Linked DNA regions of Anser cygnoides: region 1 is linked to region 2. Evidence: chromatin contacts called from public Hi-C data. All regions are on one chromosome and are shown on one strand. Each heading gives the region's core, a stretch centred on a gene start, on an enhancer-like site or on the middle of the called end of the contact. The rest is flanking DNA. Distances are from core to core; before and after follow the strand shown.

Region 1 (6,939 bases), core at 1,710-4,209, 150 kb after region 2:
AAGAGTTTGCATGGCTGCCATGATCGTAGACAGGGATCCATGTTTCAGCTGTAACAAAAGCAGCAGCCACCCTCGGCTCAGGGCCGAGCCGTGCTGAGCTGCTAGAGGAAGCGTGCCCCCGAGCCCACCTTTCCCAAGCGGCTGCAGGGGGCTGGGGCAGCTCCTGGCTTTGGGCTGGGCTGTGGATGGCTGCAGGTGGAGTCATGGGGCTGTTTGGGCAACATTTGGTGCCCAAGCAGATGTTCCCTAGCTCCTCTAGGGAGAAGGTGATGGGTCTTTTTTGCATAATACTTTAATACAGCTTACAGGCTATTCGTGGGAACTCGCCACAGCGTGGGAACTCCTGGCCTAGCAAATGTGTGCACTAAAACTGTTAGTGCAAAACCCAAGCGGTTGCTTTAAATATTCAAAAGTCTAGGAATGAGAACTTCAAAGTTGTAGCACCTGCAGATCTATTTTGTATTGAGTGCATGTGCCATGAGAGCTTTTTGCTGCTCTTCTACTGCAGCATTTCTCATTCGGGAGTCACCGAGGCTGGAGAGAAGGAGTGAGATGTACTGGTGAGGAGCAGAGGAGGGAAGAAGCACTGGGCAATAGCAGGAATTAGGGGTGGAGTGGCACTGAGAGGCTTTGGGGTTGTAAATGGGAGTTCTGCTTTTTCTAGTCCCCATCCTTTCTTCCATGCCTGTTCCTAGCACTTGACCAGCACTCCCCAACAGAGTGCCCTCCCTTTCAGCCCAGACCATGAGCGAGCACATATTTCTCCTAAGCAAGCCGCAAACAGGAGAGGGAAAGGGGGGGAGAGAGCCTGAGAACTGCTCATGGTCTGTTCTGCAGAGCTATTCTACAAGTTTCAGAGAAAATGCCCAAGTAGAAGTTTACTTGCATTGCCAGGCTTTTAAGTATTTAGGTGTACAGTACAAAATGGTGCATTCTGTGCTTTTGCCATACTGCAAAGTTTGGCAGGTGTGTACCCGTATGATATTAGTAGTGTGCTGATTATGAAATTACCCTATGTAAAAATATCTGGCAACATAAAGCAGATTAATTAGGATTATCATTCTTAATAATTTTGGTTGGGGGTAGGAGAGGAACCAAGTGGCAAAGAGATGTTTGTGTCCCTTATATTGAGACTTGTTACCTACGTGGAGATTAAATTGTTTTCCAGAAATAATAAACTGTATTTTCCTTTAAAAGAAGTCCTTCTTGCAAGTCATTGAACAGCTAATGGTCTTTTTTATTAGTAACTGAAGTAAAGTACTGTCAGACTGTCATTGGTTTGGTAGTTGTGATGAAGTAGCTTGAGATCCCATTCTAGAAATTGACAATTCATACTGAATACTTAAATAGGAAACTGTTTTACGAATACTTCTGAAATATATGTAAATTACTTTGTATGCTGTAAGTCTAGAGAGAAGTATAATCAGATGTTCCAGGTGATCAGAAAGTGATTTAAAATAATAAATTATGTTTACTGTATTTGATTTGATACTAAAATAAATTACTGTACTCTGCTCATTGCTAGGACATGGTACAGTACCTCTTGTGGCACTGTGCTGAAGGTCCCGTGATTATGTTGAAATCTGATGTTTTCTGTGTTGGTGTTAACAGAATACTCCCAGTCCGTGGTTACACCAGCCCACCCCTGTGACCTCAGCTGACAGCCTTGGGTTACTGAGTCACATTCCTGTGCGACCGTCCAGTGCAGATCCCCTTCGGCCTCTCAAACTGGCAGCGCATTCTAGCCCACCGTTGTCCAAAAGTATAGTAGAGCATCACAAAGAGTAAGTGCACTGTTATTCTAACTCAGACTCACAGAATGGGGTTGGCAGGGACCTCTGGAGGCCATTTGGGCCAACCCCTGCTCGAGCAGGGCCGTCCATGGCCATGTCCAGGTGGCTTTTGACCATCTCCAAGCAGACTCCACAACCACCCTGGGCAGCCTGTGCCAGCGCTCAGTCACCCACACAGCACAGAAGTGCTTCAGGTGTTCAGACAGAACCTCTAGTGTGCCCATCGCCTCATGTCCTGGCACCGGGCACCACTGAAACGAGCCTGGCTCTGTCCTCATTGCACCTTCCCTTTAGGTGTATACAGACATTGATAAGGTTCCCCCCAAGCCTCCTCTTCTGCAGGCTGAACAGTCCCAACTCTGTGTGCACAGTGTAAACAGAGTGCAGTCCAAGAGGTTGTATTTCAGCCCCTGACGTTGTCTTCTAGCTTCATTTTAGTTTATTTGCAAATGTGGGTGCCTGTGATAGGGAAAAGCTTGTCAGTGTGCTGCAAAGCAGACTCTGCCCTGTTGACTTTGAATGGTACTTGAGTTCCTGAGTCATCTGCAGACTTTTGAAAATTGTGCCTAATATAAAGAAAAGTTTATTTTGTGTTAATAGATAACTTTGTTCAGAGCATGGGAAGAAAGGTCTTCTGTTCAGCTTGTTGTGGAACATTCAGACTAAACTGTGTAACCTTTTTCAGAGAGCTGGAGAGGAAAGCATTTATCGAACCTTTACGTTCCGTTACAACTGCACCAATAAAGACAGAGTTGGAGCAAAGCAGAACACAGACAGCAAAGGAGAGCCATATGCAGAGACATTTTGCAGATCCAATGTTGAACCAGCTGCCAAGGCCACCACAGGAGACAGGGGAGCGACTGAGCAAATACAAAGAAGAACATAGACGGATACTCCAAGAAAGTATTGAAGTTGCTCCTTTTACAGCTAAAATAAAGGCACTGGAGGGAGAGAGAGAGAACTACTCTAGGGTAACATCCTTATCTTCGAGTCCCAAAAGTCATTCAGTAAAATATGAGAAAGATGCAGAACGCTCTGTGTCAGAACTGTATAAAATGAAGCATTCGGTCCCACAGAGCTTGCCGCAGAGTAACTATTTCACCACCTTGTCTAACAGTGTAGTAAATGAACCACCGAGATCATACCCATCCAAGGAAGCTTCAAGTGCGTATGTTGAGAAGCAGACTAATTGTCCTTCAACAGCAGCTAGTTCCCAGTCTCTTCCTTCTTACATTTCTTCTCTTTCAAAACCTCCCCCTTTAATTAAGCACCAACCTGAGAGCGAAGGCTCTGCAAGCAAGATATCTGAGCAGCTTTCACAATCAGTGCAGTCTCACTCAGTCAGTTCTTTTAGAAATGACAGCAGAAGCCCTACTCAGCTGTCAGTCTCATCTTCAAATACGCTCCGGAGTATGCCTGCCTTGCACAGAGCCCCCGTGTTTCACCCCCCTGTGCACCAGAACCTAGAGAAGAAGGAAAGCAGCTACAGCAGCCTTTCGCCTCCCACCCTGACTCCTGTTCAACCCGTTAATGCTGGTGGTGGTAAAATACAAGAATTGCAGAAACCACCAACTTTAGTCCCTGAACCTAAGGAAGCTCAGACTGTTTACAAGGGCACTTCTGAACAGAATTTATCCGAAATGTGGAAATCTAACAACGCCCCGAATAACGAAAAAGCGGACTGGCATGTTGAAAGAATGAGCGGAAAGTCGCAGTCCGCCACGGCATCTGTTATTGTGCGTCCTCCTTCTAGCACGAAATATGATAGCGTAGCCGTAATGCAGTCAGCTTCCAAAGATCGAGCCAGTGAGAGATCTTCAGCTGTGACAAATCAAGCAGATTGCCTGAAAACAGCGGAAGCCAGAGAGACTGGAAGAATCATCCTGCCAAATATGAACTCAGACAGTGCTCGCACACAGTATGAAAAGAAATTTCCAGCTGTCTCGCAAGGCAGCGTTCCTCGTTCTGTCACCCCTACCACAACTATGATCTGCAGTACTAAAACGGATGTAACTGCATCAGCGGCTACGACTACCAGCGTGTCAAGCTGGGGCAGCTCCGAAGTGACTTACTCCTTATCGAACACGGTCTTGGCCTGCGCGCCGCTGGAGTGTGCTGCCTCGAGAGCGGCAAGTCAGGTGGCGGCACAGGCCCAGGAATGCAAGGTCAGCGCCCCGGCGCCAGCTACGCCCGCCCCTGGCAAGACCGGCAGCGCTGCTCAGCCCGGCTTGGGATTCTCCACCTCCACCGACTTCGTCCATTTGAAAAAGCACAAGGCAGCGTTGGCTGCGGCTCAGTTTAAAAGTAGTAACACCAGTGAGACAGAGGCCAACTCTGTGAAAAATCAGACATTTTCAACCTCTCTCCCCCTAGACAGTGCTATCGTCTGCAATACAATAAACAAAGCAAACTCTGTAGGCAGTGGGCAAACTTCCCAGACAAGTCAGCCAAACTACCACACTAAACTGAAAAAGGCTTGGCTAACAAGACATTCAGAGGAAGATAAAAACACTAATAAAAAGGAGAATTCAGGGAACAGTGTTTCAGAAATTATTAAGCCATGTACTGTCAATTTAATAGCTTCTACATCAAATGATTTGCAAAATAACCTAGATAGTAAAATCTTGGCAGATAAGTTTGTGAAGGAAGATAAGCACCCTAGGAGAAAAGCAAAACGAACTTACGAGTCTGGCTCTGAAAGTGGAGACTCTGATGAAAGTGAGAGCAAGTCAGAGCAAAGGACTAAACGGCAGCCCAAGCCAACTTACAAAAAGAAACAAAATGATTTGCAGAAAAAAAAGGGTGATGCGGAGGAAGAAGTAAAACCGAATGGTGTTCTTAGCCGGAGTGCCAAAGAAAAAAGCAAGCTGAAGTTACAGAGCAGCAGTAACAGCAGTGAGTATATTAATCTGATTTGGAAAAGACAGACTAATGTGAACTCCAGCAGTGTTAATCCTGGAGGGTTTGTGCACGATATGTGCAATAGCTGGGAAAAGATTTAAAGAGCGTGCTTGTGAAAAAGCCTGGATCCAGATTTATCGGTCTTGAGGTCCTCTGAAATATCTTGGTTTAAGAAATAGAGCATTTTGTGTATATGTGTACAAACTGGTTCTTGGCCTAAAAATAGGCAGCAAACAAACTGGATTATGCTGTCCATCATAATTCACCAGACTGGCGCATAGAGTTATGTTACTTTTACTGATTTTTTTTTTAAGGTCTAGTGCATTTGTTTTTAGAGTGCTACTGGGGGAGAGGTTCTCTATTGTTGAACTTGAATTCATCCTTTGATCAGAAAGCCAAAGGCAGTTCCTTGAGAGCCTGATGCCGCTCTGCTACAATTTGGTTAATTTAATGAAAGGTTTGAGGGAGAGTCATTTCACACTCTTGACTAGCATGTGTATTATATGGTGTTAACATCCCTCTTGTTTAAGGAAATTTAGGGAAATAGGAATTTCAATTTATATGTAATGCTGTTGTGTGTACCGCATTGTAACTAGATTTATCTAAAAAAGAGAAACTGGTCTGCCAACTGGAGTGATTTTATTTAAGAACTTACCTTGTTTTTTATCCTAATTTATTCTTCTCTATGCAGTATTTCTTTTGTCTTTGTTCTGGTTTAGTTGAGTATAAGAAAGTTTAGGACTACTTTTTGCAAGAATTTTTAAGTACAGTTAGTAAGAAAACGAGCACTGCTCCCTGTAATTACATTCTTTGGCTTTTCACTGCCTAGTGTATAAAGTTACTCTTGTAGTATCTGAGAGCACTTGATGCCTAAGTCGTACTCTGTTCTGGCAGTGATGCAATCTGTCTGAGGTATTTTGGCTTGGGTCCAGTGATAGCATTATTAGTTTTTCTTCTTTTTTTTTTTTTCCCATCCAACTTAAGGGGAAGATCAAGGAGAACACACCTTTTAAATTTCTCTGTCTTTATTGGTTTCACTTTTTTTTTAAAAAAAAAAAAGTGAACTGTAAATACATACATAGAACATGCTAGGTCTTTGTGATCTTTGTATTGTTGCAAAGGATTTTTTTTCCTGGGTTTGTTGTAGAGGGGTTCGTTAGATAACTTAAGGGAAGGCAGTCTCTTCTTGGCTAGCATTACGTGAGTATGAAAGCAGTATTTTGTAGTACATTATGGTATTGTTTCATGGGATTCAGGTCTGAAAATGGGTAGGAGCTTTGGGTATTCTGTTATGTTGTCTGTAGCACAGAGTGTGTTCTGTACCTTAACATACTGAGTCTATCCCATGGTAGCAGTTTTCTGTGCTTGCTTTCCTCTCCTGACATCTCAATAGACACAGAGTGTTTCTGTTTCTCCTCCATGACCCATTAAATAGATCAGCATTTCTGATACTTCTAGCAGTTTGTCTTGGGTCAGTGTCATTACAATTTCTGAGAGAGCTGGTCGGAATTTTTGTTATGTAGAGGACTTTCCCCAAAGATTTACCCAAAAACATACTTAGCTTTGAACTTCCAGGAAAGAGAAGGTCCCCGGGGAGCAGCTGCCCGGGCTCCCCTTAGGTTGCTGAAGATAACTCTGCTTCAGCATCTGGGGCTTGGTGGCAGTCACCACGTGGGTGGTATCTGGATACTGCCAGGGCTGAAAGCTGCTTTGTCCTGATGCCATTGCTGGCAGCCCTGGGAGCCCTTGTGCTAGCCAGAGTGCTCAGAGCTCTGGGCTGCAAGGCTCCCTCCTGCAAAGCGAGGAATGTTACACTTCTGCAGGCACTGGGGGTCTTCCAAGTCCCTGCCCCCAGAACCTGAAGTCTGGCAGCTCCCAGATGACTCCAGGGATCTCTGGATCCAAGGCAGAAAACAGTTTCTTTTGGACTAACAAGCCTGCACTTTGGCCTTTTCTGCTCTCAAGTTTTAATCCAGTTACCTTTGTGCTCATCAGGTGGGTTGGGAATGTGTTATCTAGGCAATGAACTGATGCATAGAGAGTCTGTCACCTGCAAAGTTTACACAAGAAGTCTGGCAAAATACAGATCTGAACCCAGGTACCAAGTCCAAAGTTAGCACCCTAACCTCTGTCACCCTACATCAGATCCGTGTTTACAGGACATGAACTTTCAAGAGTAGCAGTAGATTAAATGACAGATACTCGTATCTATCTGCAGATGAAACTGGTGCCACTTATAAAAGTC
Region 2 (7,022 bases), core at 4,004-6,503:
ACCATGCAGTTCTTGGTATTCCTTTATCTGCAATGCATAGGACACAGATGTGGATTTCAGCACGTTTTGTAACAGAGTACATGCCAAGATCATTAAGTAAGAATGTCAGACTCTGCAGCACGCCTCTAGTTGTGCTCCATCTGTTTCCAGCAAGCTGCAGTTTGCCATAGGCTGCGAGCGCTGACCACGCATGCTCCGCATCTGCGGAATGCCATAAGCACGGGCGAGAAAAGAGCAACTCAACTCCACAGCAAACATTGACACAAGGAAAGGTGTGCCAGGCAGGCAGTGGGGACACTTATTTCCAACAGATTGCCAGACCTCATTGTTTGTCACTGCACTCGCCTGCAGAATAGGTATTATAAGTCAAGATGAGCGAGCAGACACTTTTTGCTGTACATTGGGATTACCTAACTGTGAAGCTCAGCTACAGACAGAAGCACTCGTATGATTTCACTGCTCAATTATATAAAGGATTTTAAACTTTCACATAGACAATATATTTAATCCCTAGACTTGGATATACTTACAGATTCCCCACTATAAAATTTAAGGCCCTTTAAAAATTCTGACACCTTGTTTGATTAGAGCAGCTGCACTGTTATTACTGGAATGAGATCCAGCACAGGAACGAATAAGCAGCAATGTGCAAGCGAAGAAGACAGTTCCAGAGTATGTTTTAAGCAGCCTGGCAATATGCTGACGCCGAAAACAATGCTATTTTCCTCCTGCAAGTTTTCATTCTCAACATGGCACTTACATGGCACCTAACAACTACGTGACAGCAGCACGAGCCAGCTCGGTTTGCTGCCACTAATCAAAGATGATCCTCTTTCATTTCAGTCGACAAACAACCAGAATCATCCTGTGGCTGCACAACTTCTGGACCCTGCGGAGAGCAGAGGGTGAGGGGAGGGTGAAGGGAGGATGGCTCCTCCCAGCAACAAGCTGGTTAGATGTTTAAGCACAGCATTAAGAGTCAAGGATAACTGACACACGATGACCAAATCGTTCAGTTCTGTGGAGAGATGGCCATTTCAGCACCTCCCTCCATCTCTGTCACTCACTGTGACAGCAAATCCTTTCCCCCCCACAAGTGCAGCTGCAATTTATAGGTCTTTACGCTGGAAGGCATTCGGCATCCAACAGCACTCAACATTCTCCAGGCTTCAGCTGGAAGCATCCAACCACAAGAAGTGCAGGCTACAAGCAGCTGAAGAAACTCTCCCACAAGTGACCCTTCTGCCCTGAAGACCGGGCTGTATACAGCTCTTACTTCCACACACCATGTGGCAGTCTCGTTACCCAATTCCGCCTAATGAATTATCGTTGCTTCAAGCAACATGTTTGACAGCAGTTTCATTAGCAAACGTGAGTGAACATATTTTTGTACTTGTTTTTAATAAAAAAGCAAGTTCGTATTCCAAGAGCAAGATATAATTCAGGTTTACAAAGTGTACACTGCTACGTAAAACATCACTACCACTCTAAAACGGAGATTCCTGACGACTGTGCCATCAATACAGGAGCTATGGCTTCAGCTGTCCTCTCTCAGATGTCTAGCAATTCCAGGAGCAGCTGGAAGTCTGGACATTTCAAACAAAAATAAAATACTAAAAGCTGAGTAAGACAATGCCTGGGTAACTGACGAAATAAACTGTTCTAATCTGTCAAGTAGCAGAAGCTGAAAGGCCAACACCACTACTTATCTTCAGGCCACCTCCCCTGTGCCCCAGTCTTGGTCCAGTTTCATATAGCTGTGGACTATTTCAGAACCAAGGAACGCTTGCTGAATTGTTTATTTGTACATCTCTTGCTCCTTGCAAGGCTCTAAAATGCAGGTGGGGAACATAGGTATTATTAAAACAGGCAGAGAAAAAAGCAGCTACTAGTAGCTCTGAAAAACGCATTCTCCTGGAGCCTACTACAGCTCACCCCTTCCAACTATCAAGACTTCAGAGTAACTGGAGTGAAAAGAAAATGAACTTAAATACAAGGGCAGAGAGTGCTGCAAAGCAACGCAGATGGGGAAACTTTAGTTTTTAAGTGAGGAGGGGAAAAAAAGTTAACAGATTACAGCAGACAGTCTGCTTCAACAGATTGCAAGAACAAAATGGCCATCTACTTTGTATTTAGGATGCATCACATCTTTGCTTGGCACAAGAGAAGAGTCTGATCTCATCCATACCAGGCTGTGACTGACAAGTACTCAGTGTGTTTACTATTAAATACACTGTCTCAGCAACTGATGTGTACACAATTGCTCAGACCCTACAAACGAGAAGAATGAGCAATCAAAGCAGACTAAATCAGATGCAGGCTGTATTAGAAGCTTAGAAGACAGGCAGCCACGAATTTAAAAGTTCCCACCACCAAAGACCAAGTACTTGACAAGGTGTCCCATTTTGAGAAGCCTTCTGAGACCCTGAAACAAATTACTAACTTTTTGTTGGTTTTAGAAGTGCAATAGAGGAAAAACACTGCAGTAATCATTCTTAAAACTGTTGCAATAGCCAGTGCTTTAGAATTAATAACCTGTACTTACTCTAACAGCACCCTATAGAAGGAAAACTTTAAAATGAGAACGTATTGTAATTATGTGCTTCAAGTCTTTGGCTTCTTGACAGAAAAGAAGACACAACACTAGTGCAAGGTATTGCACATTTATATGCCCAAGCACTTACAGAGCAAAGAAAATAATTCATTAAAGCAAACTTTTGCCAAAGATAACATGAAGCAACAAATTTTAACCACTCCCCGTTCCCCATGCATGACTCTTCAAGGCAATTCACATGCAATTACGAATTCTAATTCTCTACTACTTCTATTCCCTACTTCCTTAAAGTTTTAAGGAAACTATTTTTAGTGGAGTTGATCAACCCCAAATTACAGACTCTCAAACTGAACCAGAAGTGAGTTTCCTTGGCAAGTGCGCCTCACAAAAATCCTGTGTGAAAAGTCAGTAGAGGGCACTGTGACACACCCACAAATCCACATTTTGCTGCTCTTTTGGCCCTGAAAATAGTAGGTCAGTCAGAGGAATTCTGCAGCAGCTAGAACAACTGCTGCCCCTTCCTAGCACTTGTGAAGAAAGCAGGTATTCCTGATGGCTACACAAACGTGACAACAGGGCTTTTTGGACTTGCTATGGACAGCATAGGATCTCCACGGCTCTCATACACAACAAAGTCACCAAGCTAAGATTAGAACACTACCGCAAGTAGGAGAGAACGTCTAGTCTTAGTGGCTATGTGCCAGTTAAGTGTATTTTCATCTTTCTTAGGGGGTTTAAGGAAAAGGTAATATATTTCTTCCTAACCAATGACACAAAAGCCAGAGAAACAAAGCCACTGGAACTGACTGGAAAGATACTAGGAAGAAAATCAGATGGAGGAAGATGGCATAATGAACACTGAGAAAAGGGGACAAGGAAGACAGTCTCAAGACCACTTGACTGAAGGCATCTTATGTCTCATGGCCTCTGTTTAATTTCACCTTTGCTTAATAAAGCAAAATTCATGTGGAAAGTAAAGTTAAACAATAGTCTCCAGACTGCATAAAATCCTCTGCTGGCAAACTTAAACAACAGACTCCAAGATCTCTCTTGGATGCACTGAGCACTCCCCTCTTCCTGGGCAGAGGAACACTGGCAAACTGGTTAAATCCCACAGCTAGGAAACAAGGACACAAGAAGGTGGAGAGGATTTATAAATAGTATTAAAGACTCCCTTTTTAGCAAAAATAATTAGCACACGCAAATGAGGGAGCAACAGCAACCAGAAAACCCAACTGCATAATACATTGTCCTTTATTATCTCTTGCAGTAACAGGTACTCCAATACACAAATTTATCTTTAATCCCTATGATATGATGCTGGTTTGGCCCACAGAGGACTTAGTTCTCAAAATGCAAATACAATCCTTAGTGGCGTATTTCACAGAAAAAAAAAAAAAAAGAAAATAAAACAAGCAACAAGAATCTGGTCATTAGAAGTTGAGGTGCTCAGCGCTGCTGATACCACTTTCACAGCCAGTGGAGTTTAAGAAGTAGTTAAACCAAAGATTTGCTGGTTGGTGTTTCTGTTCCAAAGCAGAAACAGGTTCAGCAGCTACATTTGACTTCCAGAAAGCATGCCTATGCATCTCCCCTCCAGTGCTAGGTATTGCCCGTGGGAAGAGCATGCCGGCAGAGCGAGCAAACGGCATCTCTTCCTACAGCCTCTTCCAAGCCTGGCTCCTCTTCTGCCAACCCCAGAACACAATGCTGCCTACTTAGCAGGTCTCAATTACCTGACAAGTCTCACGGAGGGCAGTGGGAAGGGAGAAGGCTGCAGGACTGCTACTTAGCCAGGTGACGAGACAGCAGCAAGGAAGTGTACTTGGCGTTAGGAGAAGGCTTCCTGACAGGATAAAGCTTTCATGTGAAGTGACACCAGACAGCTTCAGGGAGGTGTTTGTCACCAGCAAAATGGGGAAGCCCTATTTATCATCCAGTGTTTTGGGTCACACGCTCGCGCTACATCCTTCACAGACACCCGGTGGGCTGCTCTGTGAGCAGGTTCACTCCGTTTGCCTGACAAAACCTCACACACGGTAAATCCCAACTCCAGCAGCCCCACAAGCAGCGGGGCCAGCGCAGAGAGCTGCACAGCACGGAGCACGAGGGAGGTTCACCTTCTCCCTTATTACTCTACATTTATCGCGAGCATTGTTCACACCCAAAAGAGCAAAATAACCTTCAATTCCATGAAAGAACGGCGCGATGTATGAGGAGGAGACCAGAGGTTTCGCAGCTTACCCTTTCTCAGGAAGGTGACACCTTCACCCGCAGCTCACCCCGCTACCTGCCGAGGCCCCGCTGAGGCGGCAGCAGGCGGTAACGCCGCCCGCCTCCCCGCAGCCGCCGGCCCGCGCTCCCCAGCCTCCTCCCCAGCCCCTCCATAGCCCCGGGCCGCGCTTCGGGGGTCAGCGGGAGCCGCTCACACCCGCCGGGCGCCGCCAGCGCCGCGGCGCCTCGGCTCAGCCAGGCTCGGCTCGGCTCGGCCAGGCCCGGCCCGGCCCCGACCTCGACCCCCAGCCCCGCCCGCCGCCGGCACTCACACGACGGCCCGGGAGATCATCCAGGACACCATGGCGGCGGCGGCGGCCGCGCGTCCCCTCCGCAGCCGGGCCCCAATGGCCGCGGCCCCGCCCGGCCCGGCCCGGCCCCGCCCGCCGCCCGGCTCGGCGGCCCCGCGCACGCGCCCCGAAGCCCGCCGGGCCCCTCAGGGCTGCCCGGCCGCCGCGGGCCGGCGCCCCCCGGGTCTGTCGGGTGCAGTCCGTGGCCGTCCCCTGAGCGATGCCGTGAGGGGCCGCCTGTTTTTAGGGTGGGAGCTGAAGGCAGCCTTTCACAACAGCCGTCGCGGGGAGATGGGAACAGATAAATCAAGGAAAAACGTAGTGAGGCAGCCCTTCTCCCCTTCCCCTTAAGCACGGTGACTGACTAGCGGACAGGTGGGTGACGGTGCCCACCCCGTGTGCGCTGTTTCCTTATTTCCCTATTTCTTACCCCCTTACCTGCTGCAGGAGCCATAAAACCACCAGTTTCGTGCATTCACATCACCCGCTGTCGGGCTGGCAGGCCCAGAGCGAGCTTGCTGTGGCACCCAGTGTCCGTGCGGAGGTGGGGTGGGCTCGGGTTTGGGTGCAGTGTTTAACCAGCTCACCCAGGCCGGTGCAGGGAAGAGCTCTGAAGACGTGGGCATATCCACTGCCCTGTCAGTGCTCCAGTACCTGGCTGAACTGTGGCACAAAGGTGCCAACTCCTTGGTATTGGTTTACAAATGCTCAGTCCCAGCGGCTGTGTAAGGATACATACTTAACATGGGTCGCACAGACTGCTGCCTGCAGTGGATCTAAAACTGCAGGTGACTGGGGGGGCAGGAGGAGATGTTTGGGACAGATTACTGTCTGTGTGCACTGTTACCTTTGTTCTTTCCCTTGTCACTGGCAGCTGTCTAAGGCAGGACACCAGGCAGGACAGTTCACAGCGTGACCCAGTGCAGACACCCTTGACGAGCTTGTGGTCTGGCGGGTTGTGACCTGCCAGGGAGGTGCTGGGGAAGCTGAATACCTCGTGGTACTTCAGCTAATCCATTGCAGCTCGTTCCTGCATACCAGCTTTAGGTTGTATACAGAACTGTTTGTAGACATAAAAGAACAATATTTTGCTGAGACGGACTGCTTTATCTTTCCCCAGAACAAGAACCTGTGGAAAGTTCTGCCTACGCCACCACTGGAAACATTGAACTTTTCTGGTCAATGTCTAACAAATGTCACAAAGTGATACCAGAAGCAATAAATGCCAAAATGCCAATGCTTCTGAACGTGCCGTTCAATTCTTAAAGTAGAGAAACAGGAGATTATAGTTTTCACCACCGTTCTTGCTGACATGGTAAATAACATTCCAAGGTCAGTATTGCAATCTGTAACAGAAATTAATTCTTTAAAATGTCTTTAAGTAGGGATAATACATGTTTTGCATACCATACAGTGAGAAGAAATGACCTACTCTTCATAAGCTATTGGCTTTTTCAGGTCAGACGTGCTAGGTCAGTGCAAGATGTTTTTTGTTCCACAGGCAAGTGCCACAATTCCTCTCCTACTCAAATGAGTAAAATCCAGACAAAGGTATCTTCGCTCCTCTGCTGCTTTCAAACACAAATCACACAGTCAAAAGGTTAAAAGTGATTTATAAAAAGAAGAAGCAGGGACATAAACACAAAGCATTTCAACAATTGTAGCACTTCAAAATTTTTGCTATAGTTGTAAAATGTGAAATTTTAAGCTTGAAATCGGAAAGAGTACAATAATTTAAAAACAAATGTATTCTTACTATGCAGGTGTTGAGATCTTGAAAATGATATTGGCCATGTAGGGTGTCTCCGGAGCTACACTGTGATCTTTTATAGGGGGAACCTGATACAGAAAAAGATAGAAAGGAGTTTGTTTGTGGGCAAATGAGACTACACCACTCATGAATC

The links. A called contact is a pair of places that touch in the nucleus more often than the background predicts.
Region 1: a contact with region 2 is called in a Hi-C map of liver, with 1.7 times the contacts expected there. The contact joins the enhancer-like site here to the promoter of REEP3 in region 2. A contact is called at or near these places in 2 of 7 Hi-C or Micro-C datasets (both in liver).

The regions. Positions count from the first base shown.
Region 1 is chr7:27,455,717-27,462,655 of Taihu_goose_T2T_genome, forward strand. It overlaps JMJD1C (jumonji domain containing 1C), which reads left to right. Exons shown (of 26, transcript XM_067001093.1): 9 at 1,612-1,784; 10 at 2,479-4,688. Among named protein-coding and RNA genes, the nearest start is that of NRBF2, 48 kb to the right of the region's middle. Within about 2 kb of position 2,960, at least 3 of the 3 cell types and tissues checked have open chromatin away from gene starts, as enhancers often do. A contact at or near this core is called in liver, where this site is marked.
Region 2 is chr7:27,303,000-27,310,021 of Taihu_goose_T2T_genome, forward strand. It overlaps REEP3 (receptor accessory protein 3), which reads right to left and starts at 5,254. Exons shown (of 8, transcript XM_048069494.2): 1 at 5,101-5,254. The coding sequence starts at 5,132. It overlaps LOC106031286 (a long non-coding RNA gene), which reads left to right and starts at 5,272. Exons shown (of 3, transcript XR_010833032.1): 1 at 5,272-5,493; 2 at 6,239-6,450.